Regions from separate parts of the Rattus norvegicus genome. Here regions 2, 3 and 4 are each linked to region 1. Evidence: chromatin contacts called from public Hi-C data. All regions are on one chromosome and are shown on one strand. The core of a region is the stretch at or near the end of the contact, and the rest is flanking DNA. Distances in the headings are between cores, read along the strand shown.

The links. Hi-C and Micro-C count contacts between places; a contact is called where the count stands out from the background.
Region 2: a contact with region 1 is called in a Hi-C map of Schwann cells, with 10 times the contacts expected there. The contact joins two enhancer-like sites. A contact is called at or near these places in 3 of 12 Hi-C or Micro-C datasets (the Rat2 cell line, Schwann cells and mammary epithelial cells).
Region 3: a contact with region 1 is called in a Hi-C map of mammary epithelial cells, with 6 times the contacts expected there. The contact joins two enhancer-like sites. A contact is called at or near these places in 2 of 12 Hi-C or Micro-C datasets (mammary epithelial cells and psoas muscle).
Region 4: a Hi-C map of the A7r5 cell line shows a contact between it and region 1, with 10 times the contacts expected there. The contact joins two enhancer-like sites. A contact is called at or near these places in 2 of 12 Hi-C or Micro-C datasets (the A7r5 cell line and the Rat2 cell line).

The regions. Positions count from the first base shown.
Region 1 is chr17:70,604,451-70,607,196 of GRCr8, reverse strand. No RefSeq gene overlaps it. Among named protein-coding and RNA genes, the nearest start is that of Akr1e2, 40 kb to the left of the region's middle. Within about 2 kb of position 1,391, at least 23 of the 93 cell types and tissues checked have an H3K27ac peak or open chromatin away from gene starts, as enhancers often do. A contact at or near this core is called in the A7r5 cell line and Schwann cells, where this site is marked.
Region 2 is chr17:69,612,845-69,615,590 of GRCr8, reverse strand. No RefSeq gene overlaps it. Among named protein-coding and RNA genes, the nearest start is that of Klf6, 160 kb to the right of the region's middle. Within about 2 kb of position 1,405, at least 29 of the 93 cell types and tissues checked have an H3K27ac peak or open chromatin away from gene starts, as enhancers often do. A contact at or near this core is called in Schwann cells, where this site is marked.
Region 3 is chr17:69,729,302-69,732,047 of GRCr8, reverse strand. No RefSeq gene overlaps it. Among named protein-coding and RNA genes, the nearest start is that of Klf6, 270 kb to the right of the region's middle. Within about 2 kb of position 1,332, at least 16 of the 93 cell types and tissues checked have an H3K27ac peak or open chromatin away from gene starts, as enhancers often do.
Region 4 is chr17:69,797,052-69,799,797 of GRCr8, reverse strand. All of the region lies in intron 3 of LOC102554523 (a long non-coding RNA gene), which reads right to left. Among named protein-coding and RNA genes, the nearest start is that of Klf6, 340 kb to the right of the region's middle. Within about 2 kb of position 1,422, at least 22 of the 93 cell types and tissues checked have an H3K27ac peak or open chromatin away from gene starts, as enhancers often do. A contact at or near this core is called in the A7r5 cell line, where this site is marked.

The sequences.
Region 1 (2,746 bases), core at 142-2,641:
GGGTAGATTTTGAGAGGATCCCAGTCTTACTGGAAGGATAAAGATCGAAACCTGTCCCAGAGACAGAATTACTTGGTACTAGCATTCGATGATTCTTGCTTTGAAACTACTGGTGTGTCTTGGGAAGGGCTCTCTAAGTGTTTCTCCATAGTATCTATTCTGGAAAAATTGTAAAGTATGTGTTTGGAGAATGGCTTAAAAATAAACAAGAGGGACTGGAGAGATAGGGAAAGACGTTCAGTGGGTAAGAACGTTTTTCTATAAAAGCATGAGTACATGAATTCAAGTCCCCGGGAGTCATAAATGCATACTAATGCACACTCATGTGCACACACCGCACCCCTACATAAAAGGAAATTTAAAAACAGTGTTGGCTAGTTTTATGACAACTCGACACAAGCTTAAGTCATTTGAGAAGAGGAAACACGTAATGAAAAAAATGTCTCCATAAGATCAGGTTGCACGAAAGCCTGTGGAGCACTGCATCCTTTTTTTTTTTTTTTTTTTTTTTTTGGTTCTCTTTTTTGGAGCTGGGGACCGAACCCAGGGACTTGCGCTTCCTAGGTAAGCGCTCTACCACTGAGCTAAATCCCCAGCCCCTGGAGCACTGCATCTTAATTAGTGATCACTGGGGAAGGGCCCAGCCCATTGTGGGAAAACCCAACCCAGAGTCTGGTGGTTCTGGGTGCTATAAGAACTCAGGCTTAGCAAGCCATGTGAAGCAAGCCAGTAAGCATCATTCCTCCAAGACTTCTGCTTCAGCTTCTGACCTGTTTTAGTTCCTATCCTGGCTTCCTTCAGGGATGAACAGAAGATGTGGAGGAGTAAGCTGAAGAAACCCTGTTCTCCCTAAGTGGCTTTGGTCGTGGTGTTTGGTCACAACAATGATAACTCTAACCAAAGGGAATAAAATTGATCCAAACAAAGCCTTAGTAATGGATGAGTCAAAGAGTCACATCTACCTTACCCTCTGTACTCTTTTCTAGAACTTTCATCAGACAATGACATCATTTGCAAGAAATAAGGAAAAAGTGTTCTAAAAATTAAATTCAGCTACATATATTTATATAACGTCCCACCTTCCTCCTGTCTACCCTGCCATTCCCCCTCATCAAATTCCTGGCCTTTTTTCTTTAACTAATTTTGTTTTACAACACGCACGCACGCACGCACACACGCACGCACGCACGCACGACTTGCTGCTTGAATTTAGTGTTGTTTGCATTTTCATTATTTTAGGACTGAAGATCCGTCACTATTGTTGACGCTCTATGCATTTTAGACACAGAAGTAGGGAGGTTTTCAGCTGGAAAAGACAAAAGCAATCTGCTTTAGTGAACCCAAGCAGTGAGAATTTCGTAGTCTCGAGGTTCTATTTCCTGTTTCCTGCAGATGGCGCTAAATCCTTAGACATGTTCACATTGCTTGGCATTTCCGGGAAAGGGACTGCTTGTTTGCTGCTGAATTCTCCTAATTGTTTTGACAGTAAGTGGTGCTATAGTGTGCAAGATTTAATCCTAAAGACAGTTTATTTAAATTATTAAAAACAAACAAACAAACAAAGCCCCAAACACTACGTTTTGGCAACTGGCATCTGTGGTTGTGTCCAAGTCCTGTAAGAGGCTTTTAATAGAAATGACTAAGGACGTCGCGATCCTGTGCTTTTATCAAAGGTCGTGTCTGTCTTCTTCCTCTTTTTTTTTTTTCATAAAAATCCTAAAGCTGTTAAAGTGCCCATTATCCATTGTTCCTACTCATTTCCGGTTCCTCTGTTGCTTTGTATGGCTGAATGGCCATCTATGACAACGGTAAGGCGTTCATAGTCTTCCCCTTAGTCAGTTAAGGAACACTGCCTAGCTGTGTCCTGAGAGGCACTTTATTACTTCCCCATATGGTTCCAAGGGGAAGTTAGAGTACAATGTGACTCAGCGACAGGAAACTCAAAAAAAAAAAAAAAAAAAAAAAAGTGCCACCAACGAGAAAACAACAAAACGCTTCTAAAAGCTGCATTTGAGCCAAGAGTGTGTCTTCCTGACACTGTCGTTGTTTATTGATTCCAGAACCGAGTAGAAAGGTTTTTATGCCCTCAGGAAGAAATTATAAAATAATGCTTAAGGGTTTCTAAATATCATCGTTGATGTAAAAATCTCCCCCCCCCCTTTTTGTGTTAAAGCAGGCAGATTTACTCATGTCTGAGATGACATTTTAAGTTCTCCAACATGGTGCAGATATGTCTAATTTCTCAAAAATAAGGAAGGGGAACCTTCAGAAATGTTTTTAACATATTTTTACGTGTCCCCCCCAGGCCCTGGTTTCGTGACCAGTTTTTATTTCTTCAACGAAATAATAATTCCAGGCAAAATGAAATCAAACAAATGTCTGAAACAAATGGCTTCTACAAAAAGAGGTAACGGGGGGACTAAGAATGGAGAATGTCCCCACTTGGGAAATAACCAATGTGTGTGCTTGTGTTGTGCTTCTGCATTCTTATCCTGAGCTTAAGACAACTATAAATATTTTGAAGTTCATGCAGGATGCATGATTGACTTCAGAGTAAATTCCAAGCTCCATATTTTAAAGTTATGTATTAAAACATCTAGCATTCTCAAGTACCTTTTAAAGCTATGGCATCCTCAATCGCCCATATTTTTCAAATGGATTGATACATAAATTTGAAATGTGACTTCATTTTATTGATATATGAGTTTTAATTTTATATTTCAACTAATACACAAAATATTACAGT
Region 2 (2,746 bases), core at 156-2,655, 990 kb after region 1:
AATTTATTTTAAGAGAGCCTATTGATTCTTTCATAAGCTCTCTGGCCAGTACTTATACCCAGACCATGGGATCTGAAATGTGAAGGCTCTTCTCTCCTCTCCTCCTTAGAGTTTCCATTCAGAAACAAAAACAAACAAACAAACAACAAACCACTGGGCCACACAAAAGCTGGTCCTTTAAATTTAGCACTGGGCTTCTCTGAAGCAGTGCAAAGGAAACCAATAAGATGCCTAAGTGGGGTTAATGGGATGTTAGCAGTCAAACCCATCATTTGTGTTTCCTCCATGTTACAGAGGGTGGAGAGAGCACTTCATAGTTGGCTGATTTTCCCCTTCTGTTCCTGTTAGAATTTTGTTCGTAGAGTAAACTTACTCCCATCCCCTGGTGCCCCAGCTCAGGTTGTCTTGGCCTTTTCCTTACGGGTCATGTTTACCAAAGGTTTACAACTTGGCTGCAAACACCAGTTGGCACCAAACCTGGGAAGTTGGGCAGGAGGAGTTTGGCATAAACATTGCCCGGAAGCACTTTTTTCTTTCTGAATCTGAGAAAAACAGGCTAGGGTCATTTTCCAGCTATTTATGTTATTCATGCATAAATAAGACCGAGGCCTGACAGCATCAAACAGTTGCTGGCTTTTGCATGCCTCAAAAATAGATTTGATCCAAGAAAAGTAACATTTGGTAAACAAATACGCAGTGACAGGCTGTTAAAAAAAATGAAGGGGGGGGGGAAGGTGGCATGGGATGGATTAAATAGAAAGGCAAGAGAGAATGTTTCAAGAATCATTTTTTATATCAGAGAGCAGAGCCAAGAAAGTTATTGTTAAATGACTACAAACATTTAGAAATTTCTACAGACTCAAGATTATAAATAAGCAAAATGCAAGCTTTCCAGTAGATTTTTATTAAGATCTAGAAGGCACCTCAATCAAGCACTCAAAGAAAAGAATATAGAATGATCTCGGGAGGATAGGAACAAATGATGTGTTCTGAAAACAATGGTGTTTAAAGCATTTTAAAACTCGAGGAGAGAAGGAGGGGGAGCGAGTCATGAATTAACACATGTTGATGTTATAGGTCTTTTAAAATAGTTGTCAGTGTTCAAAGCCTCCCCTTGTCTCCCCTCTTATTAAATTGTTTAGAAACGCAGTTTGTAAACTGTAAACATCGGCAGCCTGTGGCTGTATTCTAAAGAGAGAAAGTGATGGTGTCAACTGTTCCCTAAAGAACGTCTTTCTGGCAAACTTAAAAGTCAGCCTTGACGTCAAGTGACTCTGGACAAGAGTCCGCATTGAGTTCTACGGAAGAGTGGGCAGAAAGGACTTTCACTCTGGAAACCCTACCAGGGAGGAAGCACTGAGAGACCAGTTTAGGGAAAAATTAAAAGCAAGCCAACTCAAACAGAAAGTAAAAATAAGTCAGTGGGGAAAGAATGTCAACTGCAGAAGAATGTAGCTTGTCTGCCACAGCTCGCGTTCTGGAACACGTGCTCTTCAGGCAAGAAAGGGTTTTCCTAAGCTTGTTTTGTTTGCTCTTTTCAAAGGAGGTTTGAGCTATTGTTAACTGCTCAAGTCAGGGGCAGTTACATCTGGTGGCCAAAAATGTATGCTACCTTCTACATTTTTTTTTCTTTTTTTTCAGAGCTGGGGACCGAACCCAGGGCCTTGTGCTTGCTAGGCAAGCGCTCTACCACTGAGCTAAATCCCCAAACCCTCCCTTCTACATCTTAGCCACACCAGGCAGAGAAATAGAATTGTGCCAGTCGATGAGAAAATTAACCTGATTGAAAGACCGTAGACATAATCCAAGGCATCTAATCAGTATACTCCAATGCCGATTCGAGCTTTTCAGGGACTCGTTTCAAATGTTTGGCTCCCTGGAACTACCTAGGTCAACTTCATCTACAACTGGGTCTAGAATATGATACATGTTCCTGGTGTGCGCTACTTCAGACAGAGTCTATAAATCAGTCTATTTACCCTACTATCAAAACTGTTGCCATGACGATGTTGTGGCTCTGAGGATAGCAAATCACATGGTCTGCAGATAAATGTTTACATCACAGAGCCACAGAGTGCCTTTGCCGACACTGAAAAGCACAAATATACACACAGGATAATCCCTTGGAGACTGTTACTGTCTGTGAAGAAAAAGCCCTAGAGAATGTGGTCTGGACACCAGAGACCAGAGAAGAAACATGCTCATCAGATAACAGGCTTCTTGGAAAGTGGCCTAGGCAGCCTTCAGTATTCTCAGAACTGGCAATTAGTTCTTATTATATTTGAAAGACATATATTTTACCTCAACTGACTAATCATGTGGCTTCTTCAAGAACCTGAATAGATTTTTTTTTTTTTTGATTCTCAATTCCTAGCACTCTGCCTGATATTTTCCAGAGCTTCAGCAGGCATCTGTCAAAGGAATAGTCAACATGAGAAGCTAGGATATAACATCCTTAGTCACACACTGATGCTATGAAATTGCAAGTGTCTGCACACTAAGAGAGGGGTCCTTGATTTGGCTTTGTTTAAGGTTTTTGTTGGTTTTGTGTGATTTGTTTTTATTATTTTAAAGGGGTCTTACATGGCCCTTTGAACTTGATAGTCTAGGATCACCTTGAATGTCTGATTCTTCCAACTACTAGAATCAGGTCTGTGCCACAATGCTTGGCTTTCTAGAGTCCTAGGGTTTGAACTCAGGACTGTATGCATGCTAGGCAAGTACTCTACCAACCAAGCTATGTTCT
Region 3 (2,746 bases), core at 83-2,582, 880 kb after region 1:
TGTAATTTCAATGATTTTCTTCTTAGAAAGTATATTTCTGGTAAAGCTGGTTTTGTTTACATTTAACATGACCATTCAAATGAAATGTTTAAACTTTTCTTTAGTTACGGATTTTACATACTGATTTATTTTAACACTAAATGTGAAACATCGTGGATTTTATTTTATTTTTTATTTTTTGTGTGAAATATCCTTTTTAAGGATGGCAGCTTAGCAAAAACATTCACACACATGGTGCTTTCACTTTCTCCACAGTCCATTATGAATATATTAGTCGTCCTTATTTTCTTAAATAATTAGTTTTATTAGGGATATAAAAATAAAATAGATTAAATCACAGTACATAATTGAAACGTATGGTACATGGTACATAAATGTAGCCATCTGGACTCTGACTAAGGAAAGAAAAATATGGTTTTTGCTGATATGTTCTGGTCTGAACAGATGTTCCAAAACCCACGTGGAGGATGTGAACCTCTTAAAATAACACATTTGACGACCAGCACTAGAATTATCGACAGCAAATGACTGTTCACTGAATTTAATGAAATTGCAAATAAAGTTAGGATTTAAGGGAGTTTTAACAATGGAAGACAGTTGTTACCAGTCTCTGTAGCACTGCTCTGTCATAGGTGACCAGTAAATGTGCAAAATCTAGCACTTGTGTTAAGGAAAAGCAGGACAGTGTGTATGTGTATGTGTATGTGTATGTGTATGTGTATGTGTATGTGTATGTGTATGTGTATGTGTATGTGTATGTGTATGTGTATGTGTATGTGTATGTGTATGTGGGGGGGCAAATATGCATGTCTGTTCATGTGTGTGTGTTTGAGTCTGTGCTTATCCATCTGAGTTGTGTCTGTATGTTTGTGTGAGTATATCTGTTACAGTGTGTGACCATGTACATGTATCTTTCTGTGTGTCTCTGTGTCATGTGTCTTTCTCTCTGTCTCTGTTTTGGAATAACTGTCCATGTATGTATGTCTTTAAATGAGTGATCTGTCTCTGGATGTTTTTGTCTGTCTCTGTGTATACTGTGACTGTGTATTTGTATAAGTATGTACATGGCTGTGTATATGTGACTGCATCTGTCTGATTGTGTGTATCTGTGTGTATATTTATCTCTCTTTCTGTGTGTAGGAACAACGTAACAGTGTGTGTGCCATTTTAAAATAAAGGCCTGTTACACATGCTAAAGCTTCCCTGTCAATTACTTTCTACATTCCTTCTCTCAGTTGAAATCTAAGAATAACATTTCCTCTATTTAGGGACATTCCGTTCTTGTCTCGCCCATGAATAGCTAATTGCTCCTGACATTGCCATGTGACCATGACTTCAGCTCTTTAACCCACACATAACTCTTTCCTGCTCTGAGTGTGACTGGACATCCTGCAGTTAGCTTCTTAAGCATTGCTTCAAGTCGTTTTAAAGGGAAAATTAGAAGGTGGCAGTAAGATAAGAAAGAATTAATGACACTGCACAAAAGTTACCACAAATAAAGATTTAAGGTTGCTTCACGTAAACTTGTCTTTAGATTCTTTGGGTACTTTGTTGGGCAAATAGTCTCTGGAGAAGTAATTAGACGAGGAACAAAAGCTATCCTGTCCATATCAAGTAGCATTATGTTGGCCTTGGCATTGTAGCTTGACGAGCATGCAGGTTCCAAGCCACTGTTGTGGCACAGGATATAATAACGAAGGAAAGGCTGCAAAGAAGTCTAAAATTCCCACCCTGAGTAGAAGGATAAATGCACGAATGGGTCTTCAAAAACATTGTACCAAGATTTCAAGAAAAGGAGACATGAGCACAGTGTTTCTGCGAGAGTTCTAGCAAGCCAACTATCCTTGTCACTGAGGGTGATTGGTTCTCCATTACAGAGCCGTGACTACAAATTCGATCTCTGACTTCCGTGCTAGGCTAGAATTCATGTTTCCCTCTAAGATTACCACATTCTAGTGTGCAATGTCCAAAGGCATGGTCTCCAACTTAAGGCATAGGAGAAAGAGTCACAGTCAGGTCAGCTTTTTAGAGAACAGCTCCAAGGGAAGAACCATACATAGAGCTTAGCCTGGGCTTTACTCTTCCTTGCTTGCTCAGTCCGGAGCCTTGTATGCAGACACTGCACATCTATCCCAGGTCCAGGCAGTTACACTACCAGAACCTGTCATTTATCCCCTTGATTTCCATCACTAACTCTGACAGATGGGTCCTTCCTATGATTACCATCGCCAAATACATATATAGGGCTGTATGAATTACTTGACACATTGTAACCAAGGAAAACATAGCTTATCCTTGTGCCAACCATACAGTATTTGGTCTAAATATCTGTTCCTCATTCACCTGAGCACATGCATGTGTGGAGTGATAGTTACTACATGACAAATCAGCTTGAGATTTCTAAGCCCTGTCTAACTAAATTGGGACTATGTGACTACAGTCTGTTGTAATGAATTGATTTTTTAAAACAAGGTATGCCTATGTATTATCATCATACTGTGGTCCAAGAAAAAAAATGTCTCCAGAAGGCACACTAAAAGTGAGAATCACAACAGGTAACCACCCCAGTGCCACAGATGACTCAAGACTGGTATGTAGTGGTGACCAAAAGGGGAAGATTAACTCTGCCTTCTGTGAGTTTCATGCCAGTTTGCTCCATAGCTTAGAGAAAGTGTCCAATCTCTTTACCTGGCAAGTATCTTTATTTGAAAAGCAAGTACCAGCACTGTAGCTAACTAACAGAGCA
Region 4 (2,746 bases), core at 173-2,672, 810 kb after region 1:
GTTTAGTACTTTAGCATAACAAGGAATGTTCCTAATAGAATTGAAAATGCAAACACCTTCCATCTTGAAGGATAGGCTGTTTACCAGCATAATAGCAAAGCAATTAAAAGATGCCAGGAGCCAAACCTGGTGACCTCACTTCAAACACCAGTACTCAGTAAGGAAGGATATAATTGACTTTACATAACTATCCCTTGATCTCCACGCGTATTCTCTCTCTCTCTCTCTCTCTCTCTCTCTCTCTCTCTCTCTCACACACACACACACACACACACACACACACACACACACACAAACACACACAGAGTTTATATTTATCATTGTTCTGTATAACAAAATATTAAGCACTCATTTTTTCTGATATATGGGAGATTATGGATCAGGTAAAACTTAACGAAGATGATCATGGCACTGTCTAAAACTGACTTCATCTCATTGAATCAAATGCCCTTGAGCATATCAATTTATATCTCTGAATTTACCTGTCAGTAAAATGGGGATAAAATTATGCATCTTACTACTTTATATCATAAATTATATAAAATATAAAAAAACAGACTTCTCTGATCTGGCTAGTATTCTTGTGTAGTTGTAGGTTGAGGATCTAATTCTTAGTATATCAGAGCATGACCTAACGTGAAGACAGAAAGACAGAGAGCTAATGAAGATTTGCTTTTAAAGGCAATACATTTTTATTAAAAGGAGGTTGGGATGCAGTTGTACATAGAGGGATGACCAGATAAGAACAGAAGGAAAAGACCGCAATGCGCATGCCAAAAGAGATACCTTGCTCATGGCTAATCTGGTACTTACAGCCTCGAGAATTGTGAGAAGTTTATGTTGTTGAAGTATCTCAATCTGGGCTTTTTTTTTTTAGACCACATTGGAAAATTAGTATATAGCTATATGAGACTAGGTACTCTGCAGTTTTCAAAGGCTGCTTTAATAATTATCAGCAGTTCCTCCTGGGGAGCAAAGGACGATGGGTAAAGCAGAAATTAGACTTTGCCACTGAGCTCGTCACTAACTCTCCTTACCTCCTGCTCATTCTATTGCCTCAAACAGAGTCTCCTTTAACTTCCTTGTGTCTACGGATGTTTTATTATTGTTACCTCCAGGTATTTTTCATCAGTGTTCACTTTTTAATAGGAGGAAGAAAATAGAAATGTAAAACGAAGTATGAGTTTACAAATTATGCAAGATTCTGAGCCAATAGATTAAGAAATCAACAATATCAACAAAGTATAAACAAGCATGGGAGAAATTAAAACGAAACTGGGCTGTCACAGAAACCAGTTTATAGACCTCGGTAAACGATTTTACAGGAAGGAACTTTCGCTCACGCAGCCACACATTAAGCAGTTATGATCGGCCTGTAAACTTTCCAGTTCTATGACTCAGAGCTTAGGACCTCAAGGGAAGTGGCAAAATAAAACACCGCCCAAGAACTAACCAGGCCGAATACTGCTTAACATTCAGGCCAGATGCATTCAGGGTGCTAAAACCATTGACTTCTGAGCTCTGTTTATAATATTCCAACAGAGACAAGTACTATACTATGAGTGTCCAAATTCAAAGACCAAGAACTGCTTCTCTGTTTGACTCCAAGGACGAACCTGATAGGAGTCATGAAGAAATAGAGGCAAGACAGATGCATGAAAAGAAAGCTGGGATTGTAAAGACCAGGTTCTCTGGGAAATCACCACACCCCACAAGCACAGCATGTATAGAGTAGAACAGAAAGACAATGTGACTGCATACAACTGATCAAGGCAGGTTTATTTCAGTACAGAAAAGCTAGTTTTAGGTGCTCAGCTGATGTGAGGAGAGAGATTTAGCTAAGCTTGGTTGGAGCAGTGTTTGGAGAGGACCAGTCTTTAGGCTGAAAATATTTGCAAGACGAAAGCTGTGGTGGACATTTTCTCCACATGTATCAGCATACCACATGGACCACAAGGTGCCGAGCCCAGTGTAGCCCTGATGGGGACGGAGTAATTTGGTGACATTGTTCTTGCTTTTGGGACAGGGCCCTGGTGTGAGCCTCCAAGAGTGTTGATCACTACCGTGGGCATAAGGCTTGTTTGTGGAATAATGTTCTTATTTCACATTTCTCTGAGGAAGGTCCTTCCTGTTAATGGTATTGACTCCATGATAATCAAATAGCAGGAGTCCAAGAGGTGTGGCTAATGTCTCAGCAAAATGGGCAACCCTTAAGGCTATGGGGAAGAGCTCTAGATACATGAGTTCAAAAATATTTTTTCCACTATGCAAATATGCAATATGAATTATGAAGGGCTTCACGAATCTAAAGGAACAAAGGCAGCTGCATTAATGAACCAACTGGTCAGAAAGAAACAAAGGCAGGCGGATTCCTGAGTTAAAGGTCAGCCTGGCACACAATAAGGTTAGGCCCAGGTGTGGTAGAAATGGTGATTTCAGGGCAGAGACCCGCCCAAGTAGTTTATCCTTTGTCCTTAACAAAGGTAGACAGATCTATGAATTCTTTTACCAAGTTAAGAAAAAAAAATGTTTGCTTGCTATCTTCAGAATCAAAGAGCTAGGGTCAGGGGGTACTGACTTATAAGATAATCTGAAGGAAGCCTGGAGGAAATGACTGAATTGATATGGAAAATAAAAGAATGGATCTGTGTTCTGCAGGAGATGAGCTACCCAGTGAATTTTTTAGGATAAAAAAGAGAACTGCTTGGAGAACTGACAGACACGGAGACACACATGCCCACACACA